Regions from separate parts of the Mus musculus genome. Here region 1 is linked to region 2. A link is a contact called in public promoter capture Hi-C data. All regions are on one chromosome and are shown on one strand. Each heading gives the region's core, a stretch centred on a gene start, on an enhancer-like site or on the middle of the called end of the contact. The rest is flanking DNA. Distances are from core to core; before and after follow the strand shown. Region 1 has its middle 63 kb from the start of Dnajc5b. Region 2 overlaps Pde7a (phosphodiesterase 7A).

What was found. Capture Hi-C pulls out chosen DNA fragments and counts their contacts.
Region 1: a promoter capture Hi-C map of adipose tissue shows a contact between it and region 2. The contact joins two enhancer-like sites. A contact is called at or near these places in 3 of 484 Hi-C or Micro-C datasets (3T3-L1-derived adipocytes, Th1 cells and macrophages), 1 of 115 datasets of contacts at active chromatin or transcription factors (embryonic stem cells) and 2 of 9 other capture datasets (adipose tissue and liver).

Annotation. Positions count from the first base shown.
Region 1 is chr3:19,443,776-19,448,134 of GRCm38.p6, reverse strand. No RefSeq gene overlaps it. Among named protein-coding and RNA genes, the nearest start is that of Dnajc5b, 63 kb to the left of the region's middle. Within about 2 kb of position 3,039, at least 6 of the 459 cell types and tissues checked have an H3K27ac peak or open chromatin away from gene starts, as enhancers often do. A contact at or near this core is called in adipose tissue, where this site is marked.
Region 2 is chr3:19,239,053-19,243,249 of GRCm38.p6, reverse strand. Pde7a (phosphodiesterase 7A) reads left to right here. Exons shown (of 13, transcript NM_001122759.2): 4 at 49-200; 5 at 2,041-2,104. Among named protein-coding and RNA genes, the nearest start is that of Mtfr1, 53 kb to the right of the region's middle. Within about 2 kb of position 2,544, at least 53 of the 459 cell types and tissues checked have an H3K27ac peak or open chromatin away from gene starts, as enhancers often do. A contact at or near this core is called in adipose tissue, where this site is marked.

The sequences.
Region 1 (4,359 bases), core at 1,790-4,289, 200 kb before region 2:
AGAAACAATGCACTGGGGTAATTTCCAGAGAACATAGCTCCATAAATTTTCTAGAACCTTGGCATTTAATAAAAGGTTACTTAACAACTGTCTGTTATTTCATATCTTAGCCCAGAAATGCACAGTAAATATCAACTCTGTCAAGGTCCACTAAGGCCTTAGCCACGGTTGCACAATCAGACACATTGCATAATCAGTACCATTAGCATAGTTACCATGTAAGTAGCTCCCTCCACATGATGGCAAGCAATGGCAAAGGTCAGGTGCTGGTGACTGCTCTCCAATATGAAAGCAAGACAGAGCTGATACAATCAGAATCTAGAGGCTTAATGATAAAATAAATGAGGATCTGGAAAGTATGTCTCACTGTTTGTATACCAACACCCCTGTGATGCTCAGGCATCTGGACTGTGTTATTAGAGCTGACTCTGCTATCACCGAAACGTACTTCTCTGTTCACTACTTCTTGTTCAAGAAACTTTTGTTAAGTCTGTACAAATCAGGCTCTCCAGGAAGAGTTCACCAGTCCCTTCTTCCCAGGCATCACTGGTTTTGCTTTCTAAAATGATGTATTTAAGATGCTTGGGTGGGTTTGGTGGTCTGTATCTGAAATCCCAGTATTTGAGAAATAGAAGCAAGAGGATCAATAACTGAAGGTCACCTTGTGCTACGTAGTGAGTTCAAGGCCAGCTGGGCTACATGAGAGGCTATATTAAAAAAAACAACTTGATCCTGGTTGCACATCCTGTGCAAAAGCCCAGTCTGTCCAGCATACCTGACATTTAACCTGCCATTCCAAATCCAACGTCTAGACCTTGCCTCAGCTACTTATTCTGCTCACCAGTCCAGCCTGGTGAATTTCCTGGACATTATCCTCCCTACATTATATCCAGCCTCTAACCCAGAACTCACATCAGTGTGCCAAATTCATCTTGGTCAGTCAAGGAGCCTCTCCTGCCTGCACCATTCTCAGTCCTCAAGGGCTTGCCTCTACTGTGTGCAAAACCTATATTCTGGCCTAGCCTGGTGAGTGTTAGAAACTGCAGCCCACCCACACAATCCTCACACACCAAGCATAGCTTGAGTGGCAAAACTTGTATTAACCCAAGCAATTCAGCCATTAATCCCACTCATTCACTTTCTTTCTTACCACTGAGATGAATCACTGAGATGTTCACTATCTAAAAGATCGATTTACCAACACCTCATATCTGATCTTAAATCAGCCAAGCTTGACCACCAATAAAAACAAACCCAAATTCTCACTCCAAACAGGAAGCCTAGAATCTCACATCAAATATATATGCACCGATCTCATATCAAAATCGCAATAAGAAAGGCCCTAAAACCACCAGTCCTATAGAAATATTCTCCAATATTATTGTTCATCTTTAAATAAGATGAACGAACAGTTCAATGTCATTAGTGAGAAGAGCTATAAACACAAGCATACTGCTGAATATCAAAGATAATCCAGTACCTTGTTCAGCCACCATCAGAAAACCTTCCTTCTGCAGCAGATGGGAACAATTACAAAGACCACAAGACCACAGCCAGGCAGTGTGCAAAGAGAGAGAGAGAGAGAGAGAGAGAGAGAGAGAGAGAGAGAGAGAGAGAGAGAGAGAGAGGAAGGAAGGAAGGAAGGAAGGAAGGAAGGAAGGAAGGAAGGAAGGAAGAGAGACAGACAGACAGACCTTGGAAAACACAAATCTAAATGGGACGCCTCCATCAAATCCTACCTCCCATCAGGGGTCAGAGAAGTCTGAAGAAGAGGCAGAAAGCATTAGGAACCAGAGGAAATGGAGAACACCAGGAAACAAGCCCCCTGTATCAACTGAACAAAGCTCGTATGAACTCACAGAGACTGAAGCAGCAAGCACAGCATGTGCACAGGTCTGCACTAGGTCCTCTGCATTATATACTATAGCTTCCCATTTAGTAATTTTACTGGACTCATGAGCATCTGAACAAGTAGGTCTCTGGTTCTCATGCTTCCTCTTGGACTCTTTTCCTTGGTTTGCCTTGTCTAACTTTACTGAGATGGTTTTTGTTTTATCTTACTATATTTTATTTTATTTTTTTATATTTTAATATTATTCCCTGGAAGCCTGTTCTTTTATAATGAGAGACAGAATGAGAGTGAATCCAAATAGGAGAGGAGCTGCAGAGGATTTGGGAGGAGTAAAGAAAGGGGAGGGGTAAAGAAAGGGGAGGAGTAAAGAAAGGGGAGGGGTAAAGAAAGGTGAGGAGTAAAGAAAGGGGAGGGGTAAAGAAAGGGGAGGAGTAAAGAAAGGGGAAACTGATCAGGATATGTTGTATGAAAGAAAAAATCATTTTTCAATAATAGCAGGGAAACATAAAACTGAATTCAGCAAAGAGAAATATTTAAGAGAACTCAAGCTGAAATTAATATGGAATTGAAAAGCTCAATATTCAAACTATAAAACTCAGGGGAAAACTTTACACATAGAATGGATCAAGTAGAAGACAATCTATCAGGACTTGAAGACAAGGTAGAGGAATTCAACTACATAAGCAAAAAATATGAAAAATTAAACGTACATAAAGGAAACATGCAAGAATGATGGGATACAATAAAGAGAACAAACTTCTGAATTATAGACAACAGAAAAAAAAAAAAAACCCAGGTCTTAGACCAGATCTTCTATAAGATATAAAAAGAAGCTTCCCTGAAATTAAGGTAAGATTACCCATGCAGACTCAAGAAGCATACACATGAGAAAAGTAAGTAATCATAAAAGATACTTCCCTATAGCACAGTATAGTTAAAACACTAAATATACAGAACAAAAATACCAAAATCTGCAAGAGAAAAAAATCATATAAAGGAAAACTCATCAGAATAATAACTAATTTCTCAATGAAAAGTTTAAAAGCCAGAAAAACCTAGATCAGTGTACTCTAAGTTCTAAAATACCACAGTTGCCAAATTAGACTACTAATCCCAGCCAAGCAATCTGCCATGGTCGACCGAGTAAGAACTTTTTTCCATGATATAAACAGGCCAAAAGAATTTGTGTCCACAAACCCAGCTCTCCAGAGAATACTGAAAGCCAAGAGACTGTAGGAAGAAAACAAATGAAGCCCTAGTCACTGGAATACAAAGAATGTACAATAAATGATGACAACCAACACACACTTTTCAATAATATTTTTATAAATAATAATTTTACTAATGGCCCCAGCTTCCAACTCAAAAGATACAAGTGGCTGAATAGATAAGAAACAAAAGCTGTCTGTTAGAGATTAAAATTAGCTTTGAAGACAGATACCACTTTAAATCAAAAGAATGTTTTAAAAGCATTTCAAGCAAATGGGACCAGGGAGTAGGCAGGTCTCACTATCCTAATAGCCAACAAAATAAACTTCCAACTGAAAGAAATAAAAGATAAAGGACCTATTATTCTTATCAAGGGAACAGTTAACCAAGAGATATTGCCACCCTGAACATATGCAATAGATTCTGGCAAAATCGATTTCATAAGAACTGTTCCACAGGAATAGAAAACAGATCATCTCAACACAGTAATAGCAGTTGATTTTTAATACCAGACCTTCTCCATTAGACAAGTTAACCAGACCCCTCCCCCCCCCCAAAAAAAACAGAATTAAATGACATCATGCATCAAATGGACCTAACAGGTATTTATATAATATTCCATCCAAAGGCGTAGCAGCTCATGGAAGCTTTTGTAAAATACAGCACATATTGGGACACAAAACAAATCTTCACAAAGTAAGAAAAATAAGATAACTCCATGTATCATTTATGGTCACAAAACAATAAAGCCTAAAATCAACAGCAAAAGAATCTCAAGTAATGACACAAAGTTATGATGATGAAATAACACCATGGTAATGATGAATGACTAAAAGAAATAGTCAATAAAAAAAAGTTAAATTTTTCCTAGGATTAAATGAAAATGATAGTACAACAAAACCTCTGGGAGGTATTAAGAGTTGTAAAAGGAAATGGATAACTCTAAGTGCTTACATTAAACAATTAGAAAGGTCACAATAAATGACTTAATGCTATTCAAGAATTTGGGGGGAAAAAAAAACAAGAACAAGCTCAAAACAAATCCAGTAGATAGCAAGAAATGTTAGAAATCTGAGCAGAAATTAAAGAAACAGAAACAAAAAAAAAATACAAAAACATAACTATAAGAGCTAGTTCTTTGAGATAAGATTAACAGACCTTTAGCCCAATTAACCAAAAGAGAAAGATAAGTCAAATTAACAGAATTAGAGATGGACAGGGAAACATTAAAACAAACAAACAAATAAGTATAAGATAGTCTTAAAAACCTATACTCCACTATATACCTGGAAGAAATG
Region 2 (4,197 bases), core at 1,295-3,794:
GCCTTCTTGGGGTCTGCCAGGTTTTCATGGTTACTCCCTTTCTTTCAGCTCAATCTGACATTGAAGCATCAGTCTCCGCCAGGAACATCAGAAGGTTACTAAGTTTCCAGCGATATCTCAGATCCTCACGAGTTTTTCGGGGTGCCACAGTTTGTAGTTCTCTAGACATTTTAGATGAGGATTACAATGGACAAGCCAAGGTTTGTACAACTTCTTCAAAATGAGTTGCTTGATAAGTTTACTGGGGCCTCCTCTAAAACACTGATTTAGATGCCCTGTCTGAATTGAGCCATTTTTGAGAGTTTAGAGCTGGTTGTTTCTAAGTAGGTATAACGGAGCAAGGAAAACTTCTGAGATAAAGTAGTAAGTGCATTTGTTTTCTTAATTTTCTATATTAGTTACTTAATAGAACATTAAGTAATGAGTTGATCAGCAGGACAATCAACTTTAAGCTAGCACAGAGTTGGGTGCTGGGAAGAATGTGAGCCCGGGCCTGATCTGATGCTTTAGTGCTGTTGATAAGGACACCGGGGTCTGTATCTCACTACAGATGTGCTTGCCCCATAGTTCCATACAGACAGCTCAGGAAGGTGGGGCCATCTTTTTCAGTCAGATGATATTGAAGGTTTAGCTAATCTTAACCGAAATGGTATTAGTAAGAATTATTTACTTTATTCTTACAGACTTTTCAGGAAATGTCTTAAGTAAGATAGAAGTGAAATGGGTTTGGTTTTGATCAAATGGGATTTCATATAATCTTGAATTTTAATGTACCTGAACTTATTTGTTCCTTAAATTTTACAGGCCAGATTTCTAAAGTTATATAGACTGGCTGCAGGGTGTCTTCTTTGAAGTTTCATTACAATATAAAGAAAAGAATCATTCCCTGCTTAGTAGATCAGTCAGTGGGAACTGTTGACCTGCTGTCGCGGTTAGAGTGTTGACCTGTGTGTTATTGCTGGTTCCTGACACTGTGCTTTCAACCTTCACAAGTGTCACACTAATATTACTTGTGGTGTTTAATTCTTCATCTTATACCACAGCAAACTTAGGGATACAAAATAAAAACCTTTACTTTAAAAGCGCACACTTCTGTGCCGTGGACTTTGGATGTGTTTGTTGTCTACAGTGTGTATCATCCTCAGAGCTGACTGCTTTACTGCTAGGTTTGAATGATATTTAAAGATTGTCAATAAATACCCCAGAATTCAGCAAAAGAAAAGAAAGAAATGGTTAGCAAGCCATGCATGCCTTTAATCTCCCAGCACCCAGGAGGTAGAGGGAGAAAGATCTCTGTGTTCGAGGACAGCCAGAGCTATGTAGAAAGACCCTGTCCCAAAATAGCAAAACAAACAAACAAACAACCCTGAACAGCAAATACTTGAGTGACAGTGTGGTGTGGGTTTACTGTGCTCTCCAAGTCCCTGACCTTGGACTCTTCAGTCACCATGACAGCTTTCTGCTACAGCTGAGCCATGGTACTTACTGCCTGTTCCCAGGAGTCGGTGAGGCTTGAGTGCCTCGCCTGCTCACCAGGTACCCAGTAGAACTCGCTGCCAGACTTTTAAAATCTGATTTAAGACTGCAGCACATGGACTATTTGATGGTGAATTGTTTCAGAATTCTCCTAAATTTGTAGGCCATAGGAACAGGGTGGAAGACTGACCTGACCTCTCTATGATTAACTGAAAAACAAAAGAATTTGTTCTCAAGTGGAATTTATTTCTCTAGAGAATATTTGAGCCAGTGGAAAGAGTCATAACTAAGAAGAGGCTGAGAGCAGAGTGTGGTGGCACACTCTGGTACGCCCCATTCTTGGGAGGCTGAAGCAAGAGAATTGCCGTGAGCTGTAGACAGGGCTGTACAGTGCAACCCTGCCCACAAACCTAGAACAGAACGTGAACGAAGGTAAATGATCTCGGCGTCTCTCAAAGCCAGTCAGCCACTTGGTCGTTTCCATGAACGTTGCTATGGTCTATCTGCCGAAAGTGGGTCTTACTGAGATTAAATTACAGTAGAAATGTTTGGTTTTCATTTCAGTGTATGCTGGAAAAAGTTGGAAATTGGAATTTTGATATCTTTCTGTTTGATAGACTAACAAATGGTAAGTGAAGCATTTGACAATACTCGAGTTTCTGTGGTCATTCGCCTATGTTGAAGCTTTAGTGTGCTCTGTCCTTGCTGTCATTCACTTGGACTGTGACCCTGTGCCAGCATTTTGTCTTTGTTAGTCACTTTTCAAAAAAACAACAGAAATCATTTCACAATTTTTGTTTTTACTATTAGTCTTGACAGTAATCACTTCATCATGACTGGACCAGTTGGCAGTTATTACTGCCGTTTTTAATAACTCAGCCTGAGTCTCACTGCAGTCTTCATTTTCTCTTCTCAGTTTCTTCAGCGTGTGACTGTTTACAGTGGCATCTTCTGACGCAGTTTTCCATGTAGTTAGATTTTTCCCAAAGGCCTGCTCCCCCAAGCTGCTTGCTTTCTTGAGTGTGCTGGCCCCGAGCCTTTTTTCTTACCTGCTGCAGAGGATTAGCGTGGTTCCACAGCCTGCCTTTGGCACTGCCTCCCCACGCTGGAGAAGAGCGTATCGTCAGACTCTGTGACAGTTAAGAGAGGTTTGGAGAAATGTTACATAGGTCATTCTAAGCTCTCCTGCCCCAGCTGAGCCCAGCTTTTATGTGGGGTTGATATTGCTTTTTTTTTTTTTAATTCTCTTTATAATCAAAACTGGGTTCTATTTGGAAACTTTTTTTTTTTTAAGAATAACATATTTGACAGATTCTTGGTGATACTTACCTGTCTTTGCCCCTTTGCCAAAGTAGGTTTTTAATAGAATTACACAAAGAATTCAGTTTTTCTGTTGCTAGGGACGGAGTAATGTGTCCCCTGCTTGACTTTAAAGTTACCTGCTTTTCTTTTCTTCTAGAAATGTGTTTATTTATGGAGGTGTGTATGCACATGCCCACAATACACATGTGGAAGCCAGAGGATAGCATGCTGTTGTGGGTTCTCTTTCCTGTCTATGGATTGCAGGGTTCCAACTCAGTTTGTTGAGCTTGTAGATACAAGTACCTTACCCAGTGACCGCTGCCACCTTCCCCAGCACTGCTGTGGTTGTTTGGGTGTCACTGTTACTTTCTCGAGAAGGGCTCTACCTGCCCTGCTTATCTCTGCACTGCAGACAGGAAGTAGATGAGCCTGAAGGGCAAGGTGGTGGGGACCTTAAGGTTTGCCTGTGTCGGAACAGCGCCAGGCATCACTGCTCTTCCCCTGTCGCTATCTTTTACCCTTGGGTGCTTTGTGTCCTGTTGCTCTCTCTGCCTCTCGCTGGCTGCATCTAGCCATGGTGCCCTAACGAAAAGGCAATTTACCTTCCTCTAGGCCTTGTGGGGATTGTTCTTTCTCTTTTTCTTTCTTTTTTTTTTAATACAAGCAGTGAATTATTAGATGCCCACCTCCTTCAAGATTTGTGAAATTTTTCTTTTCTAACTCAACACAAACATAACTTCAGTTATTATCATAAGATAAATATAGATGAAACAACACCAGCCATAACATTTTTAAAGACTAGCCTTATATAAACTGATAGCTCATAGTCTATTCTTGGGCTGCTAGGATGCCTGCCATTCCTTAATATAGTTGCTCTTTTCTAAATTTGATTTTTAAAAAGTGCACAACCTGTTAGTCAGGGTCTTAGGATGAAAGCTAGTGAGTGTGTCTGTATTCTATGTCAGCCACAGTTGCTTTCCGTAGACCACCCTGTTTGAACTGGCTTTGTGGAGAAGGTGGCCCAATTACTTGGTCCTAGATAAAACCACCTATTGTTAGCTACCCACCTTTGCTTTTATAGGAAGCTAACTATAGCCCCTGGAAACCACAGAGATTTTCTACTTGAAGAAATGTAATTGAACAAATGGGCAGGAAAAAAACTGTTCTTCAACTTGCATTATGTAGTTGAAATGGTTTCCTTTTAGAACTAAAATTATACATGATTTGTGTTTACCATATCCAAGTTCATAGTTGCCCCTGCTTGCTTATTGACCCAGTGGTTCTTTATAGTTTTACTCTGGTACCCTCTTGGTAGTACAGGGGAGAAAACAGGCAGGAGGGGACAGAGCTGAGTTGGTTTGCCCCAGAACCGGTATACCTCATCTCATCTGCTCCCAGGAGGAGAACAGTTGCTGTCTG